Linked DNA regions of Mus musculus: regions 1 and 2 are each linked to region 3. Evidence: chromatin contacts called from public HiChIP or PLAC-seq and promoter capture Hi-C data. All regions are on one chromosome and are shown on one strand. Each heading gives the region's core, a stretch centred on a gene start, on an enhancer-like site or on the middle of the called end of the contact. The rest is flanking DNA. Distances are from core to core; before and after follow the strand shown.

What was found. Promoter capture Hi-C pulls out the DNA fragments that hold promoters and counts their contacts. HiChIP or PLAC-seq counts read pairs in DNA pulled down with a chosen protein or histone mark.
Region 1: a promoter capture Hi-C map of liver shows a contact between it and region 3, with 2.4 times the contacts expected there. The contact joins the enhancer-like site here to the promoter of Mrpl58 in region 3. A contact is called at or near these places in 4 of 39 promoter capture datasets (cranial neural crest, liver, maxillary cranial neural crest and 1 more), 3 of 115 datasets of contacts at active chromatin or transcription factors (double positive thymocytes, memory CD8 T cells and pancreatic cancer cells) and 1 of 9 other capture datasets (liver).
Region 2: a contact with region 3 is called in a FOXA1 HiChIP or PLAC-seq map of pancreatic cancer cells. The contact joins the promoter of Ttyh2 here to the promoter of Mrpl58 in region 3. A contact is called at or near these places in 1 of 484 Hi-C or Micro-C datasets (the G1E-ER4 cell line), 1 of 115 datasets of contacts at active chromatin or transcription factors (pancreatic cancer cells) and 1 of 9 other capture datasets (pancreatic islet).

Annotation. Positions count from the first base shown.
Region 1 is chr11:116,002,255-116,006,840 of GRCm38.p6, forward strand. It overlaps Itgb4 (integrin beta 4), which reads left to right. Exons shown (of 40, transcript NM_001005608.2): 31 at 1,088-1,270; 32 at 1,349-1,480; 33 at 3,277-3,513; 34 at 3,643-3,801; 35 at 4,207-4,356. Among named protein-coding and RNA genes, the nearest start is that of Galk1, 8.2 kb to the right of the region's middle. Within about 2 kb of position 3,262, at least 186 of the 459 cell types and tissues checked have an H3K27ac peak or open chromatin away from gene starts, as enhancers often do. A contact at or near this core is called in liver and memory CD8 T cells, where this site is marked.
Region 2 is chr11:114,671,945-114,677,005 of GRCm38.p6, forward strand. Ttyh2 (tweety family member 2) reads left to right here and starts at 3,524. Exons shown (of 14, transcript NM_053273.2): 1 at 3,524-3,728. The coding sequence starts at 3,600. Rpl38 (ribosomal protein L38) reads left to right here. Exons shown (of 4, transcript NM_001362918.1): 4 at 321-389. The coding sequence ends at 346.
Region 3 is chr11:115,401,422-115,406,368 of GRCm38.p6, forward strand. Mrpl58 (mitochondrial ribosomal protein L58) reads left to right here and starts at 2,331. Exons shown (of 6, transcript NM_001347645.1): 1 at 2,331-2,539. The coding sequence starts at 2,354.

The DNA of each region.
Region 1 (4,586 bases), core at 2,012-4,511, 600 kb after region 3:
CTCAGAGAAGTTCTCTTGTCTCTGCAACCCTAGTGCATTCCCGAGCCCTGCTTGCTTTAAAATAATGTATTATTGCTGGTGGTGGTACACACCTTTAATCCTAGCACTTGGGAGGCAGAGGCTGGAGGATCTCTGAGTTCAAGGCCAGCCTGGTCTACGGAGTGAGTTCCAGGACAGCCAGGGCTACACAGAGAAACCCTGTCTCGAAAAACCAGTGTGTGTGTGTGTGTATGTGTGTGTGTGTGTGTGTGTGTGTGTGTATGTGTGTGTGTGTGTGTGTGTGTGTGTGTGTGTGTGTGTGTATGTGTGTTTGGGTCAGAGGACAACTTTCAGGAGTCAGTTCTCTCCTTCTACCATGTGGAGTCCAGAGATCAGGCTTGTGCTGTGAGCGCATAATCCACGGCACTGCGTTACCAGTTCCTGCGCCCGCTACCTCTTGACCAGTTGTGTGCTGTGAGGGTGCACATGAGACTGTGAGATTGTCCCTTTCCAAAACACCTTAGGAAATCGGGGCATTAGCTTCTTTTTGTGCTTCTCTGGCTTTTGGAATGCTTTCTCTCTGGAGCTGGCTCGTCAGCCTTGAGCACAGGGTGGAAGGCATGGTCTTCCTTGCCTGCCACCCAGCCTTGATGGGCGTGCCTTGTGTGCACATGCATTAGCCAATCAGTAGAGGCTGTGGCGTGTTTACCTTGCATCTAAACATGGCTCTGCCACTCAACAAGGAGTCCTTCTGAGAAAGCTGACAATGCTATTTTCTTACACCTCTTACACATGGGTTTTTGTTTTAGATTGATTGATTTATTATGCATGCATACCTGAAGGCCAGAAGGGGGCACCAGATCTCATTACACATGGTTGTGAGCCACCGTGTTGGTGCTGAGAATTGAACTCAAGTCCTCTGGAAGAGCAGCGAGTGCTCTTAACCTCTGAGCCATCTCTCTAACCCCCTGCACACACAGTTTTATGCACTCACCAGGAGGAAAGAGTTCAGCAGCTGCATGCTCCCTAGCATCTCCAGGAGCCAGTGATGGATCTGGGGCCAGGCTGAACACTGGTGGTCCCCCTTAAGTACTGTCCCTGCCTCCAGGACCCATTGGACCTATGAAGAAGGTGCTCGTGGACAACCCCAAGAACCGGATGCTGCTCATTGAGAATCTGCGAGAATCCCAGCCATACCGATACACGGTTAAGGCGCGCAATGGGGCAGGATGGGGACCCGAGAGAGAGGCTATCATCAACCTGGCTACACAGCCCAAGCGGCCCATGTCCAGTGAGTGACAGGCAAGGGTGGAGTTTGGGGACAAGAGGCCATGGCTAGGGTCCTGGCTTACTTCTTTCTGCCCTGCAGTCCCTATCATCCCAGACATCCCCATAGTGGACGCCCAGGGTGGAGAAGACTACGAAAACTTCCTTATGTACAGTGATGACGTCCTGCGGTCCCCAGCCAGCAGCCAGAGGCCCAGCGTTTCTGATGACACTGGTGAGTGAGAACCCACCAGAGAAAGGTGGGGGTCCCTGGCGGGGCTGTCCCTGGTACCCAGAGAGATCAAACAAGCCAGCGACTGCTGGCATGGAGACTAAGAACAAAAGTGCCTTCTCATGGTTCTGAAGGGACAAAACTGCTGAAGGCTACATGTCAATATGTGTGTGCCTGTGTATGTGAGCGTATGGACGTCCACTTCGGGACTCTGACATTCCCGGGCTGGAGCATGTACACACAGGACAGCTTTACAACCTCCTGAAGGTTCACCTGCTGTGCTAGGTCAGGAAGGACACTCAGGCCACCTCCCAGAGGTGACTTTAGCCTTGATAGAGAAAGGAGGGGGAGCCAATAAGGTAGACACCCCCCCCCAACCCCGCTCTCTTCATTTTCCCTTGATTTCTCACACAATGTGGTACAAAAAGAGCCCTTAGCTGGGACTCCTCCTACTCCAGGGTTTGAGCTGGCTGTGCTGTTAGATGACTCTGAGTCTCTCATCCATCTCAGAACTAACTGGCCTTCAATTCTGTGAAATGAGATACAAACCACACAATGCCATCGGGAAGAAAGAAGTCCCTTTCTGAGTCTAAGGCCGGGGTGGGCACAGTCAGTCGTGAGCAGAGCTTGGCATGCTAAGTTGCTTTTTTTTTCTTCTTCTTCTTCTTCTTTTTTTCTTTTTCTGGTGTTGGGAAGGGTTTGAGGCAGGGTCTTGCTAGATTAAAACCCTGGCTGACCTTGAAGTTCTTACCTGTAAACCAGACTGCCCACAAATCTACAGCTAGTATCTAAACTACAGTTTTAAGAACCAGGAACCTCTGCTAAGATACTACTAGCACCCTAGGGCTTCTACGGCTATTCCAGGAAAACAGACAGGGGTGAGATTACTTTCCTTTGTACAGAAAGGAAACAGGCTCAGAGCTGATAAATAACCAAGGAAACTTCACGCTGGGAGGCAACGTAAGGCTTTCCCATGACTCCCGCAGCAGACCGGCCTTTGTGTCTCAGTAGAGGCCAAACCCAGTTTATCTGGAATGGCTGGAGCAGGCCAAGGGTTTTTCTTGTCATCTAAAGGGATACCCATACCCCTGGACGCCGCGTAAGTGCCGCAGGCCACCTCCTCCTCCTGACCCTCCCCGGCGGTGCCAACGCGGCCCTTCGTTGTTCCCAAGGCTGCGGCTGGAAGTTCGAGCCTCTGCTCGGGGAGGAGCTGGACCTGCGGCGCGTCACGTGGCGGCTACCCCCGGAACTCATCCCGCGCCTGTCCGCCAGCAGCGGGCGCTCTGACGAAGACGGCAGCGTTGCGGGGGGCGTGGAAGGGGAGGGCAGCGGCTGGATCCGCGGGGCTACGCCCCGACCCCCGGGAGGTGACCGCCTCCCCAGCCGCGCCCGCCTCTGGGGCCCTAGGCTCAATTGAGTTGGCTCACAATTTTGGTCACGCGGCCCACTAGAGTGCCCTGCCCGCCCAGAGTCTGTATAACTGCATTCAGACAAGCCCGGGAACTCAAGGGCGCCATGGGGAAGCGCTTGGGCTCTCCCCAACGGAGGATAAGGGCAGAGCTTCCAAGAAGCCAGAGTCCCTGCAGGGGAGTGAGCCCTAGCTGGGCTAAGTGCTCGGGTGGAGGACAGCATGGCGCAAGGAGACAGAACTGAAAGATTCGTGTGGTCTCCTGTTTGCCTGCGGGAACCCAGGGTCTTGGTAGTTTAAGGCTGCCCTGTGCAACCCCGGGGCCACCTCCTGCCCCATGTGGCCTGTCATCTGCTGTGGGCCTCACTGAATGACCTCTCTCCCCACGCAGAGCACCTGGTGAATGGCCGGATGGACTTTGCCTATCCAGGCAGCGCCAACTCCCTGCACAGAATGACTGCAGCCAATGTGGCCTATGGCACGCATCTGAGCCCACACCTGTCCCACCGAGTGCTGAGCACGTCCTCCACCCTTACCCGGGACTACCACTCTCTGACACGCACAGAGCACTCCCACTCAGGCACACTTCCCAGGGACTACTCCACCCTCACTTCCCTTTCCTCCCAAGGTGAGTGACCCCTGCCTGGCCCGTTGACCTTCCTACACTTTAATCCCTAGACAGCCACCAGCCAGTTACCCATACCTGTCTCACATACACACACACACACATTCTCATTCTTGTCTTGTCCTGCCCTAGGCCTCCCTCCTATCTGGGAAGATGGGAGGAGCAGGCTTCCGCTGTCCTGGACTCTTGGGTCCTTGAGCCGGGCTCACATGAAGGGTGTGCCCGCATCCAGGGGTTCACCAGACTCTATAATCCTGGCCGGGCAGTCAGCAGCACCCTCCTGGGGTACAGGTAGTACAGGGGGTGGTCACCATGGATCCATGGCTGTCACGCTCCATTTGTCACCCAGCTACCATCACAGCCTGTGCCTGTGCACTCCCTCACTGCTTCATCGCATACAGAACTCCAGTTCACCCACAGGAGCTAACCACTGCCCTGCCTGCCCACCCCCATCAGTGCTGAAGCCTAACACATCTGCCCTCCTGGGGTATAAAGCAAAAGAGCTGGGCAAGGCGCAGGGCCAGTTGTAGAGGGGATGGACTGAGGAGACTAGCAGACTCAAGGGGAAGTGTAGAGCAGCCTGGACAGGTTAATGTGAAGCCATAATATGACTGGAGAGGCAAGCACGGGGTAGACTGTAGCTCATCTCAGACCACAAACCCGGTCTTGGACTAACCGTGGCCTTCAATAATCCAGATTCCCGTGGGGCTGTGGGTGTGCCTGACACACCCACTCGGCTGGTGTTCTCTGCCCTGGGGCCCACGTCTTTGAAGGTGAGCTGGCAGGAGCCACAGTGTGATCGGATGCTGCTGGGCTACAGTGTGGAATACCAGCTACTAAACGGCGGTGAGGCATAGTGACTGTTGGCTGTCATGTCTTGTCTCAGTTGGGCCAGGACCCCTCCAAATCAGTTGCGGCTTCATCCACTCCCCTGGGCCTTTACTATCCATTTCTTAAACGAGGTTTTACTTAATGGGGCTTTGTAGACCTAGGGCCTCTGCTAACTGGAATAGCCTTGTAAGAACAGGGAAACGGCAGAAGAGGGCAGGCTTTGCCCGGAACCCCCCAGTGGGACT
Region 2 (5,061 bases), core at 2,274-4,773, 730 kb before region 3:
TCTTAGGTTCTATCTGATCCCAGAAATGGCTTCCTTGGTCCCAGGCAGATTATAATCTATTTAATTCTCAAAAGGACCTACTCTGAGTCAGGCAGTGGTGGCGCATGCCTGTAATCCCAGCACTTGGGTGGCAGAGGCAGGCCGATTTCTGAGTTAAAGGACAGCCAGGGCTACACACAGAAACCCTGTCTCGAAAAACCAAAACAAAAGAACTGGTTGATCTGATTGACAATCCTGGGTTTGCAGAGGGAAGGGCCTTGTAATGCGCCCTGGTAGCTCCGGAAGGAGTCATGTCAACCATCAATCTTTTCTTTCCCCAGGTTTGGCAGTGAAGGATCTGAAATGAACCAGCCCTCTGCGTGTGACTATTAAAAACCCTGAAAAGTGTTTTGTGTGTCCTCAGTCTCTGGTGGGGAAGTGGTAGTGCTGTTGAGATAGTGCCACCTTCTGCAGCCCACATCTTCAACTGGGATCTCAGTGGTTGAATCGCCTTCCTTTTAGCCTACGTTTGGGGAAACTTTAATACCCTGGGAAGGCAATTGGAAGAGCTTGCTCTTCATGGAGGGGAGCTGGTGTATACTCCCAAGGCTTGGAAGTGGGCCTTGAGATGGGTCACCTGAGATGAATGTGGGAGAGGGAGAAGCTGCCAGATGAGCCGTCCTTGGAGCCCCTGGATGCAAGAGTGTTCCATTCTGTAAGACTGGAATGTGAAGTCAAGAAAGCATGGGCTTCCGCTGTGAATGCTGAAGAAAGGATGGTTTCTGTGGGGTTGCCTTACCATGGACTGCAGAGTGGGCAGGGGTGGGGGATCCGAGCCTCTGGGCACTGCATCGCACCCGGTACACATACATGCATACAAGCAAACAACATGACAATTTTCAAGAATTAAAAAGGGACAGGCAAAGTCAAAGCCACTGGGCCTGCCACCAGGTGGCACTCTACCGCAGTAAGTAAACCCCGTAACTGAGGAGGGGGTTGTTTTGAGATAGCACATGCATCCCAGGTGCTGACTTTGAGTCCACCCTGCCCCCACCTCCTGAGTGCTGGGACCATAGGTGTGCAGTGCCCAATTTAATGTACTGCTACTGGGAGTGCTTTCTGCTTTTAGGAAATGTACTGCAGCAGGCTGAGCTAGATGCTTAAACAAGCAGGTTGTAACCAGAAGTAAAGATCTTTCTGGAAGAGGTTTTTGCATATGCTGTGAGCTTTTTGGGGAGGCATGGGTTTTGTTTACCCCGGGGAGTGGGTGGGATGGGAGTGTGGTTGCCTGGGATTCCCAAGGGAGACAGTTTACAGCTTTGGGTGTTTTGTTTTTGTCCCCAGTTCATTTCTCAAAGGCTCCCTCTGGCTCCTAGGAGACTGACTTTGTCTGGCCTTGTGGTCTGCTGAAGGCACTTTTTCATGCAGCGCCTCCTACCCTGCCAATCCTGAGTCACTTAGGGTGTGCTTCTGCGGTCCAGGCTGGCTCCAGAGACTGAATAATGTCTTTGTGCCTTCAGGTGATGGGCTCACCAAGGCTGAGGGCCCAGCCTGCTCTTCAGTAGTACACTCCTGGTTGGCTTCCCTCACCTCTGCGTCAGCACACATCTGGAATGCCCTGGCACTGAGCTCTCCCTTGGTGGCCATGTATTTATTACTACTCCCTCTGACTCTGCACCAGGTTCAAAATTAACAGGGAAGTGAGCAGAGGCATCCTGGGGTCACTGAGGGCAGGTGTGCGGGACACCGGGCAGCACCTCCCTGCCCTCGGGATTCTGGCTAAGGCTGTATCTCTTGCCTGTGACTGAGGTTCAAGAGGGGCCTCTGGGAAGTTGCTTCACATTTCTCTGCTTGGCTACAGGGGTCTACATCAGGTCCTAAGGCTGAGGGCACCTAAGTCAGCCCTGTGCTTCAACTGCCCTCACTTCCCTTACAAGGTTCAGGCCAGCCTGGGCTACATTGTTCCAGGAAATCAGGACTATAGCAAGACCTGTCTTACTAGAAAAGACTGGGTGTAGGCCTATAAGTCTTAGCTGTACAGGGATGTGGGCTTTTCAAGTCCACAGAACATTTCCATCAACTCAGAAGCCGCTCCCCGACCCTGGCCACTGGGAAGCAGCCACAGCCCAGCCCGGCCCTTGCACTGCAGATCTTGGGGTTTCCTGACTGGATTCCCTTTCTCCCCTGCCCATTAGTCCCTCACCCCACAAGATTTCTACCCACCATGGAATCCTCTGGAGACATCAGCCTAACTGTTCCCTGTGGAGGCACCCCCCAAGCTAGCCACCCTCATGCCAGCTCAGGACAAAAGCACTGGACGTGTTTATAATCACCGAGGTTTAGAGCCTCCCCTCCCTACTAAACACGTGGAAAGACAGGAAACTGGAAAGAGACTTTGCTCATCACTAGGTGTCCTAGGCTCGGGAGGATTCCTAGACAATCCTGGACTAGCGAGACATCTGTGAGAACAAGGTGGGTTAGGGGGTTGATGGTGCCTCGGCTGTCCGGGGCAGATGTAGCAGCCAGGCTCTAGCAACTATAGAACAGAGCTGACTGTGAGAAGTCCTAGCGGCCAGGGAGCAGGGAAGCACTCCTAGCAAGGTTCTTTGATAGAGCAAGAGTGCCTGTTTTAGGGGCACCACAGCACCTAGTTAGAAATTCTCCCTGCCCTCTCTGGGGTCTCCTTTCCTTCCTCTGCCTGCAGCACTAAGCATCCTCCCTCCAGCTGGCTCCCCAGCGCTGTGCCCAACCAAGCCTGGCCCTGACTTGGCTCTCGAGTTTGCCACCTAACGTGTTGACTGGTACCTGCCCACCACCTACCTCCTGCTTAAGACCCTTGTGCAAGCCGGGCGGTGGTGGCGCACGCCTTTAATCCCAGCACTTGGGAGGCAGAGACAGGCGGATTTCTGAGTTCGAGGCCAGCCTGGTCTACAAAGTGAGTTCCAGGACAGCCAGGACTACAGAGAAACCCTGTCTCGAAAAACCAAAAAAAAAAAAAAAAAAAAAAAAAAAAAAAAGACCCTTGTGCTCCCAGCTTCAAGGCCAGGCTGCTCTACATAATGAGTTCCAGGACAGAAAGCATAGTGAGGCCCAGTCTGGGGAATAATTAATAATAATAATAGTAATAGTAGAATGAATTAGGGACTAGCCCAGCCTCCTAGGTAATGATTACTAATTATCCACTGGCTCTTTAGTCTTTTTTTCAAAATCTTGCCTTTTTTTTAAGATCAGGTCTCACATAGCCCAGGCTGGCCTCCAACTCATAACAGACCTGAGGAAGACCTTTGAATTCTTGATCCTTCTGCCTTACCATCCTAAGGCACGCACCATCAAACCTGGGCCACTATTCTGATGTTGATAGCAAGGATCAGGGCATGTTTTTGAGCCCAATTTCTGGAGTGGGTGTGTGTGTCCAGGAATTGGCTCAAGAGGAGGGGTGGGGCAGGGCCCGAGGTGGGGGCGGGACCTGAGCAGAGCCTCGTGCATGGTGGGGCGTGTCCTCGCCTAGGGCTGGATATGGGGCGGGGTTTAGGCGAGGCGGGGCCGGGTCGCTTCCGAGCCGGGTAGTGGTGGTAGCGGCGTTGGCAGGGGCAGTGGACCCGCTGCAGCTTGTGCAAGCCATGCCGGCGGCGCGAGTGGAGTACATCGCGCCCTGGTGGGTCGTGTGGCTGCACAGCGTTCCGCACCTCGGCCTGCGCCTGCAGCGAGTAGACAGCACCTTCAGCCCCGGCGACGAAACTTACCAGGAGGTAAGCCCATGAGCCGAGCCACGGAGAGGGACCCTTAGAGTGAGAGCCAGAGCCGGCCTGCGCTCGCCCAGGTCCCACTCCTTTCTCTCTTGCCTCGGCATCCCGCGCTCTCCGCGCTTCTCAGACCCCCTTGGTCCCCATTTGGGCCCTCTCAGCTCTCCCGGGTTCCTTGGCCGGGACGCTCGACCTAGCTGGAAATCTCGGAGTTGGTAAAGCTGGAAACACTGGGGAAGAAGAGGAAGGACGCGGAGGCTGCGCTCGGGTGGCGGGGGCTGAGCCTTCCAAAGACTTACAGTGGGGGTGGGGCATCTGAATCGGCGTGACTGGCGGCCGAGGTGTGTGGGTGCTTAGAGGTGCTGCAAAGTTCCCCTTCTGAGACTCCCGACACCAGACGATTTCTCTCCCGGCCCTGATGGCCTGAGAAAAAGTTTAGGCAGAAACCGACTTGAGTCTCCGGAGTCCTTTGCGCTCCTTTCCCCAGCCCCAGCCCCAGCCTGAAGGGTAGCAGCCACTGCCAATACCTCTGCCTTGGCTTCTTCACAAAGGCTGCGGGGCTGAAAGAAGCGGCGTGGGTGACTAATCTCTTGGATGCCAAAACCCCACAGCTGTTGGAGTCCAGGATGGAAGGTGGCTTCAGATCCACCCCGTCTCGCACCACGTCCAGCATCTACCCCGTCTGTTCTGGTGTTCCTTCCCTATAAACTTCTAGGCTCTGAAATTCTGAGGTCTTGGTTCCCGGGCCAGCTACCCTCCTTATCTTTATACTTCTTAACTGTCCCTGATGAAGGGGGACGTTCCCTTGCGGGTTTGGAGGTCAGGTCCAGGCTTCTGACCTCCTTTCCAGACCCTGCAACGGTCTCTCAGCAGATCTCAGCCGCGGTTAAACCCACGGCGGCCTCTGCGGCCCGGCTGAGTCAGTTCCCTCTGCTGGGTCAAAGATTCAGGGGCTGAGGCGACTTGGGAGGAGGCCCATTATTAGTTCAGAGCACTGTGCTCATGTTGGACTTTGACCTGCAGTGGTTGGCACGGTGTCCTAATCTCCATAGTGGGGCATCTGGCTGAGCAGGGCTTCTCTAGACTGCCCAGGAGTGGCTTCTTGTCCTCCCAGATTGTCCTCGTTCTGAGGCCAGGGGCTCCCGAACCGTGTGCTGTGCTCTGCCCAAGAAGAGCCAGTACCCCAGAGTCTAATTATAACTTTCAATGGCTCTACTACTTGCGGGCTTGGGCTGTTGGTTTCTGTTCTTCTGGGAGGATGGGACCCCCTTTGTGCTACTGGAGGCACTGTCAGCCCTAGGCACTGCAGCCGCCCCCGCCCCCCCCCACCCCCGACCCC
Region 3 (4,947 bases), core at 1,081-3,580:
ACGGAGTGCCTGGGGGCTGGTTTATCTTTCCAATAATGTAGAGACTGTAAAGGCTTGCTTCCATGACAGTTTCCTGTCTCAATGAGCCAGTGTCTCTGGGGAATACTTCAATTGTCCCAGGGGTGTATGTTTGTAGGTGATGATACGGTCTCAAAAAAAAAAAAAAATCAAGCTCTTCATTATGAGTTAATCACAAGCATTACTAACAATTACTAACATTTATTGACATCTATTTTCATTTATTCACAACCTCAACCAAGGAACTTAGCCAAGGATTAGACACCTTCAAACACTTCTTGTCTTACTTGTAGCCTTAGCATTCCAATTTACTGCCTTAACACCACTATGAAACAACCCTACTTAGCCTGCAGTCTTCTGAACTCTGTACCTACTTCTCCAGTTTGCTTTTTTTTTTTTTTTTACTTTTTTAATGATTTATTTATTTTATGTATAAGAGTACACCAATGCTCTCTTCAGACACACCAGAAGAGGGCATCAGACCCCATTGCAGATGGTTGTGAGCCACCATGTGGTTGCTGGGAATTGAACTCAGCACCTCTGGAAGAGCAGTCAGTGCTCTTTAACCACTGAGCCATCTTTCCAACCACCTCCAGTTTGTTTTTAGTGGCTAGAAGAATCCACTATGCTGCTTCTTAAAGCTTGAGGAGGGAAGATGCCTGTATTTAGAACCACTTCCAGTGATCTGCCTCCCATCCCTGGCTGGGTATAAGCAAAGCCATTCATCACAACTCTCACATGGGTGTGAGTGGCTTATAAGGCTGTTTTGTAGATAAAAACAAAAAACCTGAAGTTGATTCAACTTGACTGAAACTCAACTTACAAAAATGAACTGCTGCTGGGCATAGTAGCACTTGCCTTTGATCCCAGCAGTCAGGAGGTAGAGCAGGTGCATCTTTAAGAGTTCAAGGCCAGCCTGGTTTACAGAGCGAGTTTCAGAACAGTCAAGGTTACACAGAAATACTGTCATGAGGAAAAAAAAAAAGAAGAAAAAGAAAAACCAAACCAAAGAACAACAAAAACGTGAACTACCATGAAATTCACTTGACCCACAGTCGTGGTATGTCTGTGATGTGACACACTCTGCATGTTTGGGATACAGCAGAGACCTTACATTCTAACTTGGAGACAGGCAATATGTTAGAACATAAGACTGGGCCTTGGAGTAGTGGTACAAATCTGAACACCTGTGAGGTGAAGGCAGGAGGGTCAGGAGTTCAAGACTAGTCTGAGCTAAATAGGTTGAAACCCTGTCTCAAAACACAAGCAAAAGACAGACCTGGTTGGGTAAGCTTTTAATACCAATGCTCTGGACTGAGAGGCAGGCAACCTGCTGTATATAGTGAGCTCCAGGCCAGCTAGGGCTACATAATTGAAACCTGCCTAAATAAATACCACAAAACCAACCCTTAAGCTCAAAATCGAACACACAAAGATTGGTTGACTGTCTATCCACTCATCTATCTAAAGCAAGTTAGGAATGTGGCTCACACTGAACAAGGGATAGGAAAGGGCAGGGAAAGTCCGAGCTTAGCAGGTAAGGTCGTCCTTGCTGTATCTAGTTAGGTTGCTCAAGGGTCCAGGGAAGGAGAACAGACTCAAAAAAGAGAAAAGGGTGTTTCTAGGATGCTAGATCCAGTGTTTGTTTATGTATTTATGCATTTATATATTTGTTTACATACACACACATTTAAAATGATTTTTCCAAGACAGAGTTTCTCTGTATAGAAGCCTCGGCTGTCCTGGACTCACTTTGTAGACCAGGCTAGCCTAGGTCCACCTATCTCTGCCTCCCAAGTGCAAGGATTAAGGCCTGGCCATGTATGTATGTATGTGTGTATGTATGTACTATTATTATTTTTTTTTTATGGTTTTTCAAGACAGGGTTTTTTTTCTGCATAGCCCTTGCTGTCCTGGAACGCACTCTGTAAACCAGGCTGGCCTCGAACTCAGAGATCCACCTGCCTCTGCCTCCCAAGTGCTGGGATTAAGTGCCACCACGCCTGGCCATGTATGTATTATTTTTATGACAGGGGCTATGTGACTAGGTTAGGCTCTCATCTGCCTTAGCCTTGAGAGCAGTGCTGGGACTGCAGGTGAGCACCGCTCAGTCAGACCCATACAGGAATCTTTTTAAGAAAAATCTCCCGTAGGTGGTCTCTATCTGCCGGTCAACCTCTACCAGATGTCAGCTGGGTGCGCACCACTTCCCACCATCACCGCCAAGGTGGACAGCCCGGAGCCCGAGAAACCCGGCGGAACTTAAGAGCCAGCTCAGCCAAGGCTGGCGGACCGCCGGAAGAGTGAGCACCGGAAGCGGTCCTGGGAGGTGAACATGGCGACCGCCTGGGGCCTACGCTGGGGCCTGAGCCGAACTGGAACGTTGTTGCTCGCGCCGCCCGCGCGCTGTGCTCGCCGGGCTCTGCACAGACAGGTAGACGGCACCACGTTCCAGAGCATCTACAGCCTGGACAAGCTGTACCCCGAGTCCAAGGGCGCGGATACCGCCTGGAAGGTCCCGGTGAGCCGAGAAAGGCGGGACGGAAAGGGCGGTTCCTCCCGCTGCTAGGTGACGCGAGGAAGCCGGGCGGCTTGCAAGGTTTTGGTTGCCCCAGGAGGAACTGATCGCCCTAGTAACCCGGCCGGAGGTGCGGGATGTGCTGGGACTGTAGAGTGTGATTGCAACCCTCGTGGCTCGGGTAGTGCAGACCCTGGGAGAGAGCCGCCACATACGCGTCTTTCTAGATCGTTAGTTTGTCCACGTTTGCTTCCCGGCCTTCAGGCTCACATTATATGGGAAGATGTGCATTATGGACCTTGAAAGTAGTAAAACCTGAGATCCGCAAGTTGGGACGTTACCCAGTCTTTTGACCCTAGTAACGTTAGGAAGCCTGAGACAAAGCTGGTTTGGTCCCTAAGGGTCCATGTTTAGCCTGCGTCATGTAGTGGTACTGCGTGGGGCCTGAGCAGGAAAGAGAGCATCTATTGAGCTGCACCTGTAGGATTGAAAGAGCATCAAGTATTTTCATTCATCCACTCGCACCTCATTCAGCAGACATCTTTTGAGAGCATGCTGTTAGCACAGTGCTAATTTGGGGCAGAGAGTAGTAAAACAGAAATCCTAAGGCTGTAAAGCTCGTATACTGGAGGGCGACAGACAAAAATAAATGAATAAACCCAAGTAACACTAAATATGATACTTCAGAGATAGTAAGACTCAGAAGGCAAAGGTGAAGCTAGAGATAATAACAGTTGTAGGTTTGTTGTTTGTTTGGACAAAGGATCTCATGTAGCCTAGGCTAGACTCGAACTTGCTACATAGCTGTGGGTGGCTATGAGCTCCTGATCCTTCCACGTTCATCTCCCACGCGTAAAGATTACTGGCATGTATCACTGTACTGATACATGTTGTGAGAAAAGCTCTTTAAAAGCCCTGGATGATCTCTAGTTTGCAGTGATCTTCCTGCCTCTCAAGTACTGAGATTACAGGCATATACCAACAAACCCAGCTAAGCATTGAAGTTTTAGGTAGAGTGATCTGGGAAAAGCCTGGAAGAATGGGCCACAGTGGCCTGAATCTGTAACCCAAGCACTTGAGGCAGAGGCAGGAAAAATCAATTGGCTCATAGCCAGCCTGGATTATATGAGACCTTGTCACGTACAAAGACCTGGAAGGAAGACATGAGAATACTGGGGAGATGAGTGTCCCCAGCAGAGCAGGTGCAACCATTTCAGAACAGTAGCATGCTGGACAAGTGTGGCTGAGTGAGGCAGTTGAGAGAAGTGGGTGGAGCCAGGAATAGAATGATACATTTTAGTTTTACAAGATTGACTGCTACACAGTGTTACAGACAGAAGCCTGGAGAATGGCAACAGCTAGAATGTAAGTTAGGAGATTGCGGTAATATAGGTCACAGTAACATAGGCAAGACAGGATGAGCAGGCTGGAAGCAATAGGAGCCTTGAAGGTGATTAGGTCCTAGGCATCTTTTGAAGAAAGTCTAGAGGATTCTTCCCTACTGGATTGGAAGTAAACTGAGAACAAGCAGGGTCTGTGGGACTGTAGTGAGCAGAGGTTTACTGGAGCCCAAAAGTAGGGAGTCACCAGTATTAATGGCTTTTCCATCAGCTTAGAAGGATGAAATCGTCTGGGGGCGGGGGGCAGGGGTAAACGGGTATTCAGAAGAGGCCAGAGGAAACCTGAGGAGGGTGGCTTAGCAAAGAGGTGTCTTCAGAGAGAGCAGCATGAGCTGAGTGAGGTCTAGAGATCAAGTGATGAAGGCATGGAGAGGTGCAGATGGACACACTTGGGCTTGGAGGCCAGAGGAGCCCCCGGGGTGGGATTTGTTGCACTCTGTGGTCCTGAGGACTTAAAGTTGGAGGGTGCTGCTGCTGAATGAAGAGCTCGATGAGGGGGAGACCTGACATGAGGAGCTCAGTCTGACGCCAGCCCCCCAGGTGAACCAGAACCTGATCAAGGTAGACTGCCTGCTGCCGGCTTCCTGTGGGCACCAGAAGGAACAGGGCGGCCCACTAGGATTGTTGTGTCAGGTTGGCAGAGAGCATTGGTCTTTAGCGGCCCTCATGTATGTGTTCTCTGTCTTGTCTCATCCATCCCTTTCTCCATGAGACAGGCCACTGATGGCACCCAGCAATAGCTTAAGGCAGGGGCAGGGACAGCTGGAGGCCTGAGCCGCATCTTCCTAGAGGAGCGCTTAAGAGGTAGCGTCTGAGTCGAGACGAGACGGGTTTGACAGCAAGATTTGGAGGCCTGAAACCTAATGCATAGCTTCTTAAAAGTGCTTATTGAATTTAGTGTGTGTGAATGTGTGTATAAGTGTGTGAGTGTATGAATGGGTGAGTGTATGTGCACACGTGTGCATGTGTGTAAGAGTGTAAGTCAGAGGATAACTCACAGGAGTTGGTCCT